2 separate regions of the Mus musculus genome follow, and region 2 is linked to region 1. Evidence: chromatin contacts called from public promoter capture Hi-C data. All regions are on one chromosome and are shown on one strand. The core of a region is the stretch at or near the end of the contact, and the rest is flanking DNA. Distances in the headings are between cores, read along the strand shown. Region 1 has its middle 28 kb from the start of Adcy7. Region 2 overlaps Nkd1 (naked cuticle 1).

The links. Promoter capture Hi-C pulls out the DNA fragments that hold promoters and counts their contacts.
Region 2: a promoter capture Hi-C map of cranial neural crest shows a contact between it and region 1, with 2.9 times the contacts expected there. The contact joins two enhancer-like sites. A contact is called at or near these places in 4 of 39 promoter capture datasets (the C10 cell line, cranial neural crest, maxillary cranial neural crest and 1 more), 2 of 484 Hi-C or Micro-C datasets (Th1 cells and liver), 3 of 115 datasets of contacts at active chromatin or transcription factors (embryonic basal ganglia, embryonic hindbrain and large pre-B cells) and 1 of 9 other capture datasets (adipose tissue).

The regions. Positions count from the first base shown.
Region 1 is chr8:88,263,795-88,268,837 of GRCm38.p6, reverse strand. No RefSeq gene overlaps it. Among named protein-coding and RNA genes, the nearest start is that of Adcy7, 28 kb to the left of the region's middle. Within about 2 kb of position 2,492, at least 43 of the 459 cell types and tissues checked have an H3K27ac peak or open chromatin away from gene starts, as enhancers often do.
Region 2 is chr8:88,573,227-88,578,269 of GRCm38.p6, reverse strand. Nkd1 (naked cuticle 1) reads right to left here. Exons shown (of 10, transcript NM_027280.3): 4 at 4,006-4,072. Among named protein-coding and RNA genes, the nearest start is that of Nkd1, 54 kb to the right of the region's middle. Within about 2 kb of position 2,984, at least 49 of the 459 cell types and tissues checked have an H3K27ac peak or open chromatin away from gene starts, as enhancers often do.

The DNA of each region.
Region 1 (5,043 bases), core at 1,243-3,742:
AAAGAAGAAGAAGAGGAAGAAGAAGAAATTTGTCTTCTCAAGAAAAGTTAACCAAACACCCACAAGCTCGTGTTTGAGACGGGTCTGTGAGGCCTGCCTGGCAGAAGTGAGGTACAGGAGGTGAGCCTCTGAAGGTTATATCCACTCTGATTCTAGTCTTGCCTGAGTTTTCTGCTTCCTGATCCCCCACCACCAAGTGAGCAGTTTCCTCCGCCATGCCTGGCGGACTGAAGTCATGGGCCACAACAACCCTGTTCCACTAAGTTGCTTCTGTCAGGTGCTTGGCCATAGCAACAAGAAAAGTGACACGTCTGTCTAGGTGATGGGTACTGAGAAGTGGGGCTGCTGGTGTGGTAAAGCTGACCACGGGTTTCATCAGCCTTCAGACTCAGTTTCTGGAAAGGTTTGGTGCTGATGGATAAAGCAAGCTGTAAGCAGAGCTTAGCAGGCCATTCTGGCGGGAGTACAGAGACCAGAATGCCAAGAGAAATGTGGACATTGGCAACATGACCACACGAGTGGACAAAAGACAGCTCCAAGCCCAAAAAGACACACAGTGAATCCTAAGGCTCCAGATGCCTCAGGGGCCCCCATATCTACAGCCTTGCCTCCTGTGGCTCACATAGGCTATCTCTAGGGCTGTCCTACTGGATGCCTACAAATTTCCCCAGCAGACATCCCATGTTCCTGTTATCAACATTTCCATAGCAACCTTGGCCGCACCTTCATGAATATGGAAGGAAAATAGACAAATAGAGGCTCTCTGTGCAGGTCACCCAATATTTGAACAAATGTGGAATTCCTGGGAAATCCTTAGAGATCGGAGTAAATGAGAATTCAGGTGTCGCCGGGCAGTGGTGGCACACGCCTTTAATCCCAGCACTTGGGAGGCAGAGGCAGGCAGATTTCTGACTTGGACGCCAGCCTGGTCTACAGAGTGAGTTCCAGGACAGCCAGGGCTATACAGAGAAACCCTGTCTGGAAAACCAAAAAAAAAAAAAAAAAAAAATCAGGTGTCTGAAGGCTATGAGCCACCAATGGAACCCTGGTAATGAGAAGTTCCCTCTGCAACAGAGAAGACTCTCTGTCCATACAGTAATGTTTCAGAACGTGGCAGAAAGGAGGAAATCCCAAAAGTTCTGAGAGGAAAAACCATCATGCCAATCTGGGATTCTTTTTTTTTTTTTTTTTTTTTTTTTTTTTTTTTTTTTATAGCCCTGGCTGTCCTGGAACTCACTTTGTAGACCAGGCTGGCGTTGAAGTCAGAAATCCGCCTGCCTCTGCTTCCAATCTGGGATTCTTAAAGACACTGAAAATGATGCTTTCGGCTTCTGAGAGACGTTTCCCAGTCAGAACTCTATATCCAGCAAAACTTCCAACTGAACACAAACGCAGAGCTCTTTCAGACATTTACAGCCTGCGCACAGGAAGCGAGATGGGCAGACACCCAGCCAAGACTTTACCAAGAGGGAAATCCAGGAAACTGAGCTGAGCTGTGGTGTGCACAAGTGAAGGCAAGCTTCAGGGGAGGAGGGGGATGTTCAGGCAAGCAAACACCTGCACTTCAAGCACACCTGCCCGAAGCCTCAGGCGACCCGGCGACTGTGACAAAACACCTGGTGCAGCTGGCTGATTTGCAAGGTTTCACACACCCACGGAGTTTAGGCTCAGGTGCTAAACTAACGCTTCTGGAAAAATAAAAACACTGAGGGTGTAGCTCACCGCAGAGCATGCGATTCCAGGTACAACACCCACGTCCCCTGCCCCACTCACTGTATTGCACAAATGGCTGATAAGAACAGCCATTTGGAGTCATAGCGACTGTGACCACTGCACTCAGGAAAATTACTCAGAGGAGGCCCCGGCGTAGAGACTTAAGGGTATTGGGAAGTCAACACTTAATTTCAAAACCTAAAACGTGAGAAGTGGCGGCAGTGGCTCACCACTTTGGAAGTGGCTCCCCTAGAAGTTGGGGGAGACATTCAGAATGCCTTGGCATCACAACACCTTCCCCTTCTCCCCAAATATATGCTTTTTTGCACCTTCTTGGCAGGGCCCAAGACCCTTGCTCTCTGCCTCACTCCAGACAGGTCTTTCCTGTCTCCTCGCCTGTGGGGACGAGGTTAAGCCTGGTACTTGGAAGCACTTGGTGTTGAAGTGGATTTTAATCTGAGAGGCCTGGCGCAACCCCCTTACGGTCCTTTGAAGAGTGCTCAAGAAAAGCCACATTCCTGGCGCCCTAAGTGCAAGCTGGAGGTACGAAGCTGAAACTGAGTGGTCAATCTTCTGAAAATGGATATTCCATTTCAAGAGGCCACTTCAGCTTTTAATCAGCTCCTCCTTCTCTTTTATTGTTAACATTAAACATTAAGACATCTTTCTAGGGGTTGAAGAGATGCCTCAGCGGTTAAGAGTGCTTACAGCTCTTGAAGGGGACCTGGATTCCTAACTCAAGATAGATGGCTCACAGCAGTCACTCCAGGTCCAGGGGATCTGATGCCCTCTTCTGGCCGCGGTGAGCATTGCATGAGCACAGTACATACAGAAACCAGCCAAAGCTCACACAGAAAAACGAAAATACATCCTTTATTTTTTAAAAGAAACAAAAGAAAGAAAAGGCACCATCTACTTGTATCCATCCTTTGGGCAGTTCCTCTGAATCCCACAACTTCCAAAAGGTTTTAAATGCTTTAAATGTTACAGGCTTTAAATGTACACACAATATAAAATGAAATTAAGTCACACAGACAGACACAGACACAGACACAGACACACACACACACACACACACACACACACACACACACACACACACACACACACACACACACACAGAGTGTGTGTTTTACACAGGTGGGTTATTTCAGATCCCTAGTTCCTTGGTTTTAAAATGGTCTTCTTAGACAAACAAGGAATTTAAAACATTTTACTTAAAAGGCAAAATGTTCCCAATTAAAAGCCAAAAATCTTGCATCTCTTAGTTAAGCTGGTCAACCCAGACTGGCTCACTATGGAATGCCAGCAAAGACTCAAGCCGCAAGACTCAAGAATGTGGCCTGAGGAGAACAGCTTTCAAACACTGTTGTGCACCAGAAGACTGTGGAATTCCTCACCACCAGATGGCTTTTGGTCCCCGCCCCCTCCCCCCAATTTAGCCTCAAAAACCACACAGCAGCTCTGGCCCTGTCTACTTCAAATAACTGGGATCCAGTTGTTCTGGTGGGGAGCCCTTCCTCCTTACCCCAAACCTGAAATGTAAGTTCAAAGCCAGCCTGGTCTACATGGTGAGTTCTGGGACAGGCAGAGCTACAAAACAACAAAAGGTGGAGTGCTTTTTTTTGTTTTGTTTTGTTTTTTTGAGACAGGGTTTCTCTGTATAGCCCTGGCTGTCCTGGCTGTCCTGAAACTCACTCTGTAGACCAGGCTGGCCTCGAACTCAGAAATTCGCCTGCCTCTACCTCCCGAGTGCTGGGATTAAAGGCGTGCACCACCACCGTCTCCCGAGTGCTGGGATTGACACTCCACCTGGTTTAAAAGGTGGAGTGTTAACAGGCAGATGGTAGAAAATGATCAAAGAATTGGCCTTCCCCCCTCCCCAGTGTTGCCCAAAGCAAGGCTCCTTTCCTTAAAAGTGGAAAATGGCAAAGGGAGTGGAGTGCTGTTCGGGATGACTCTGCTGCACTGTGACATTTAAGGAGAAGAACCAAAAGACAGGCTGGGGACTTAGCTCAGCTGTGGCGTGTCTGCCTACTATGCACAAGGGCCTGGCTTTGATTACTAGCAACAAGTTATCGGGATGTGGTGGTGCATCCCAGCATTTGAGGGGCAGCCAAGGGAACCAAAAATACAAGATCATCTTTGGATATATACCATGTTTGAAGCTAGTCTGGGCTACTTAAGATCCTGGCCTTACAACAACAACAACAACAACAACAAACAACAAAGACAAGAAACTTCCCAAAACAACTTTGGCTAAGAAAGTAATCCTGAAGCCGGTGTGGTACACACTTATAATCCTGACATGAGGAAACAAGGCAGAAAGACCAGAGTTCAAAGTCATCCTAGTGTACATAGAAAGATCTTGTGGGTAAAAAAAGGGGATTTTTACTTTCTTAGAAAACTTGGTTCAAGGGCTGGAGAGTTGGCTCAGTGGTTAAGCGCACTGACTGCTCTTGCATTCAGTTCCCAGCAACCACATGGTGGTTCACAAGTAATGGGATCTGATGCCCTCTTCTGGTGTGTCTGAAGAGAGTGACAGTATACTAATATACATAAAATAAATCTTTTTGAAAACAAGAAAAAAACCAAAACCCTGGCTCAGGAGTGTCATTCTATCAACTTTCTAAAGTCTGTGTTTAAGGTATGCTGAGAGCTCTGGGCACTGCATGGAAGTCCACTGGTGTCTTAGTGTCAGGGCATTTACCTCAATGATTTACCAAAGCAACTGCCACCGGCCAGTACAATATACAGTAAGGACTACTTCTGCACATGTGCAGACCACAGGAGAGCTGTGGTACTGTATGACCAACTGTGATAGAGGCACTCCCACACCCCAACATGTTGATATGGGAATATGCACAAAAATTAGCTTAGGCTACTGACAGTATTAAAATGTAGCTCTAGGATGACTAAGCAGGACTCGGGAGTCAAAGGAAAAAAAATCAAAACTATTTAGATATTTACCTGGATTTCTTCACAATGGAGCACACATGCACAAATTCAGTGTCTAGGTAGACTGGTGGAACTACCCTGTGTTATAATGAGCGCATCCTGTCATTTACTATGAATTTGTTCAGATACTACCGAAAAGCGTTCTTGTTTCTCCGGAGCTCTCAAGAAGTGAGCAGGAGTCTGCAGGCACAGCTGGCGTCTCCTGGCCAGTCTATCCACAGCGGGGCCACTTGACACCAATCAGCTTGGCTTTCTCAGTGGGGTCGCAGGCAAAGGACTACAACCTAGCCACTCCCTTGCACAATCCTAAAACCAGCCAATAACCCTGCCTCTCAGACCACCATTTCGGACCTTCCCTCCATCCAGTAGTAC
Region 2 (5,043 bases), core at 1,735-4,234, 310 kb before region 1:
GCCTAGTTAACAGCAAGCTTGGATAAAAGCAAGAAGCTGTAAACCCGGCTATGACCAAGGCAGTAAAGATGCAGGTAAAGTGCAGAAATGACCGTCAAGAGTGTGACACACACCTTTTCTACCTGGAGAGCCAGCAAGTCTCCAAGCAGACACGATAGAAGACTGGGTACAAGCTGGGGTTTCCATGCTGAAGTCTGGATACACGCCCTAACATGCTCCTGATCCCCTGCAACTGTCCACACAAAGATATCTGTGACAAATATTCTGGTCTGAGGGTGGCTTGCCAGGCTGTTTCTGGGCCTCCAAGCCTCCAGCGAGCAGCTGTCAGGGGAAATGCAGATGGATTTTAATATTAGCCTATGCCAAAAATAATTAGGAGGGTAAATCTGCGGCCACGAGGAGAAAGATCGTGTGTGCATTCCAGGCCAAATGGTTTCTTGCATGATTGGCACAGGCCTCAGGAGGAAAAAGGCTCCAGAGATGCACAGATGTGCCAGCCTGGCACTGCCAGTCAAGTTGGCAGGTACACGTGTTGTCTCATTAAGTCCTTGCTAACACAGAGTACAAGTGTCACCATTTGCATTTCACAACATTGGGAATGAAGCTTTAGAAGCTACATGGAAAGCTGGATGTGGTGGCACACTCATGTCATGCCAGGCAGGACTGTGAATCTGAGCCCTCCACCCCAACCTCACCAGGCTATGGAATCAAGACTCTGTCTTAGAAAAAAGAAAAAAGAAAAAAGAAAAAAGAAAAAAGAAAAAAGAAAAAAGAAAAAAGAAAAAAGAAAAAAGAAGAGGAGAGGAGAGGAGAGGAGAGGAGAGGAGAGGAGAGGAGAGGAGAGGAGAGGAGAGGAGAGGAGAGGAGAGGAGAGGAGAGGAGAGGAGAGGAGAGGAGAGGAGAGGAGAGGAGAGGAGAGGAGAGGAGAGGAGAGGAGAGGAGAGGAGAGGAGAGGAGAGGAGAGGAGAGGAGAGGAGAGGAGAGGAGAGGAGAGGAGAGGAGAGGAGAGGAGAAGAGAAGAGAAGAGAAGAGAAGAGAAGAGAAGAGAAGAGAAGAGAAGAGAAGAGAAGAGAAGAGAAGAGAAGAGAAGAGAAGAGAAGAGAAGAGAAGAGAAGAGAAAAAGGATGTATTTTTCACAGCCTCTATCTACCCACACCATTACACTATAGTCAGGTCTCACAAGCCTAGAGTTTTCCTGGTTATAAAAGTGAGAGCAGAATTTCTGCAAAGAATCCCATGACCCAGAAGCCATGCCTTGCTTGAGACAGCCCCACACATTCCGCATTCAAAGGGGAGAGAGCTTAGGGGTGGAGTTTTGTATCATTGCTCAAATTTAGATGAGAGGGAAGTTGGGCCAAGTAATCCTCCCTGACAGGAAAGAAGCCAGGAGTGTCACTAATGTACCCTTTCATGGGTAGACATTCCTGATGCTCCCCAAAACTCATCTCAGACTTTCAGGGACAGGGGACAGAAAGAGATGGAGAGGGTGAGAGGGTGTGTGTGTGTGTGTGTGCGCGCGCATCTGCTTGTACGGTGTGGCCAACTACATTCCTAGATCCAGCCAGGCCTTTTTAGGCAATCCTATCTGAGAATTTTCAATTTCAAGAGCCTCAAGTTCAAACAAGTTTGGTTGAACATCTGAAAGAGCCCGGAGTCCTGGCTTAAGGAGTGTGTGCTGTGAGCCTCTGCTTTTCAGGGAACCAAGGCCACCTCCCAGCAGCAGTGATCTGGCCAGCAGAGCCCCCAAACATTCCCCGGCTCGCCTCCAAATATGCACACTGCCCTCCCACACGCCACTCCTGGGCCCACGTCCCAGGATTCTGCTTTAGAAACACTTGTGACTGAGAGGGAACAGGCAAAGGGGAAACAGGCAAAGGAGGCAACTGTCTACCAACAGTGTCTGGTCCTCACACTCTGGGGCCTGAAGAGAAGGCAGGGACCCTGGACAAAGAGAGAGCTGTAAGAGTCAGCTGTGGTCCATCCACTTTGCCCCTGTCCTTCCCCCATGTGAAAGGCCATGAAGGAGATTAGCTTTCTAACCTGGCCACTGGGGACACAGCTAAACCTCCCTGGCACAGCAGAGCCACAACCTCCACTGTCCATGCGACACTTCTGTGGACAGCAGAAGGGAAGACACCAAGCCATGTTCACTCAGTGGAAAGGGCTTAGAGGTGCTGGGGACTAAGGTGTGACTGAGGAGCTTGTGGGGAGCCCAAGCTGGAAGAGGAGCCAGGGCAGCCACCTGCTGCTCCCCAGAGGCCCCCTCAGACCTCAGGCACTGCCAGCTAGCCTTGCCCACGGGCCTGCCCTAGAGGAGGGAGTGGAACCGCCTGAAGCCGTTCCTTGAGAAGCCCTTCCCCTCCCGCTCCAGTCTCCCCAACAGCTAGGTGGTTCCATGTATATTCTTTGGTTGGTGGTTCAATCTCCGGGAACTCCAGGGGGAGGGGGGAATCTGGCCTGTTGACACTGTTGCTGGCACCCTCAACCGAATGCCCTGCACCCAGAGTTTCTTCCTTTTACTCAGGCTTCTCTTTAGCCAGATACAAAGCTCTAGTGGGCTCTGTTTGCAAGGCCTGGAGGGAGCCCTGGCCCAATGAGAGGGGTCATACTTTGGTAGCCTTGACAGCCTTACTAGGTGGGACATTGGCCTGCTAGGTTCTACAAAACTAGGTTTCTGCAGCAGATGCCAAGTGGGCACCAGGGTCAATAGAGACACTGCTTGGAGTCCCTGAGACAGAAGTGAGCCAGAAGGCTGGGGTGCACCCTGGGCATAGGGGACACTCATCATAAGTCAGGGGAGCCCATGAAGGACCCCCTTGGATGCATCCTGGGCCTGCCCACCACACCAGTACTGACTCATGCGTACTCAGAGCACGGACCTCAGAAGTGTACAAGGGGTTTGGCCCTCCTGTGCTTAGCTGCTTCTGGATCTCCAGAAGGAGGGTCCCTCTGCTTTCCACACCCTGCCACACAGGCCTGCGGTCAGCTTGGAACCTCTGATGTTTACTTTGTTCTTTCCCAAGTTCAAAAGGAGCTCACAGCCCTGCACACCAAGCCAGCCCTAATCTCCTGCTCCGCTCCCAGCTGGCCAGTTAAGGCGGCTAAGACTCGGGATTAGGGGTAGCTTTACAGAACAACCCAGGAGCCAAAGCCCTCCTCTCCTGGGATGGCCAGAGACTCCTTTTCATCTTCACGCCTCACAAGGCCCCTTCCCCTCCCTTAAACAGCTAGCTCTCTAACAGCCAAGAGGCAATGAGCTTGACCAACAGAAAGACAAAGATGACATTCAGGAACCAGTTTTTTCCCCTGGCCAGGAGCATAGAGGGATGTCACAACCTAGGCCCAGCAGGTGTATAACTAGGGCTCAGAAGCATCTGCCCTTGGCAGCTTGCCATGCACAGCTATAACCCTGCCCTAGTGTGGGTGGGCTTGGGCCATGGCACTAGGAATGGCAGGAGAGCCCCTGGTGGGTACTGGGTCCAGGGTCCTTCCAAGGGTCTGAAAGGGCAGACAGGGTCCTTGCTCTCCTGGGCTGCTCAACGTTGGCCAGGCTCTCCTTCCATGGTGAGTAACAGGCAGATGAAGCCCTCTCTATTGCTGGTCATAGTCATGGGAGGTCAGCTGAGTCACGTGGGCAGCTGCAAAGCATCTATGCATCAAGGCACAGGCTCTGCCGGAAACAAACCAGCAGGCGAGAGGTTGGGTTTGTGCCACTCTCCCTAGCTCTACAGCAAGGCGTTTCTGCTGGAGAAAGGAGGGTTCTTGCATAAGGGACAGGAGAAGAGAGGGCAGAGGCCAGATACTCACTCACTATGACTGACACCACGACAGGGGGTTAGCCCTGTGATGGCCTTCTTGAAGTCTGATAGCCCCTGAGCACAGGGTGTGGATGTAACCCTGAGTGCTGAGAAGGGTTCCTCATCCCCTGCTTACACCCTCTGAGCTCTGTGGGCCTTTCCCTGACCCTAGTGCCATACATAGGCAGAGCTACTGAAACCCACATACCTTCTAGGGGGAAGTCGTCCTCGTCCTCCTCACCGAGAGCCTCTCTAGAAGTGTCACCCACGAGTTCCTGGGGAAGACAGAGCAGCAGGTTACAAGACAGTGGGGGGTGTGGGGTGCAGTAGGAACCAACCTGGCTAGACTGCACAGGTGGTGGTAAGGACACAGGGCTGAGCAGATGAGACAGGACCTAGTCATATGATAATGCAAGTGGCTTCTCGGTGCACAGCACCCTGGGAAGAGCTGCCCAGGACCTACAGAGGCCAATTCCATGCCCCCACTGGAACGCCAGGTAAGGTCAGTGTCCCTTGTCCTTCCCGTCCAGCCAACTTCACAGCCACAGACTCAGCAAGGCTCCAAAGAGAGACCTCAGTCTAGATTCTTCCTCCAAACAAGGTGGGGCCCTCTGCACTCTCTTCTCTAATCAATCTGTTACCCTCAAGGCCAAAGCGCCAATGCCCTGGGCCTGCATGCTGTGGCCCCAGTGGTCTTCACTAGGACCTCCGTATCTTGTCCACACCCCATCATCCCAGACGTTAATCTGATCTTGGCACGTGCCTGGTCTATCCCCTCAATGAGCTGTTGATTTGGGATCCAACATGGCCGGGGTCCTTCCCACAGCCTTGTCAAGCTGCCATTCAGATCCTGTCATACTGGCAAAGGGAATGTTGCTGTCCTACAGGCTTGGAAAGGTCTGAGACGCCAAGGGACGACCGCTCCAACTATCCTGACTCGTCCCAGAAGAATAGATACAGAAAGAATTAGACTGTAGCTTACTAAATGACTAGTTTTTGGTACTCAGCCAAAAGTTTCCAAGCCTAAGATTATTTAGATAAAGTTAAATAAGACCTTTAATGCAAGACTTCCCGGGGCCTTCACTGCAGTCAGCAACACGTGAATCTCCATTGCCGTATACTGCAGTGTGGGGCTCACATCCCAAGGACCACATTGCCAACATTAGGAAAATACTTGGAAAATAAAGAGCTCGGGGATGGGCACGCCATATTCTATTTCCTAATGTGGTTGGTGTGACGACGCTTC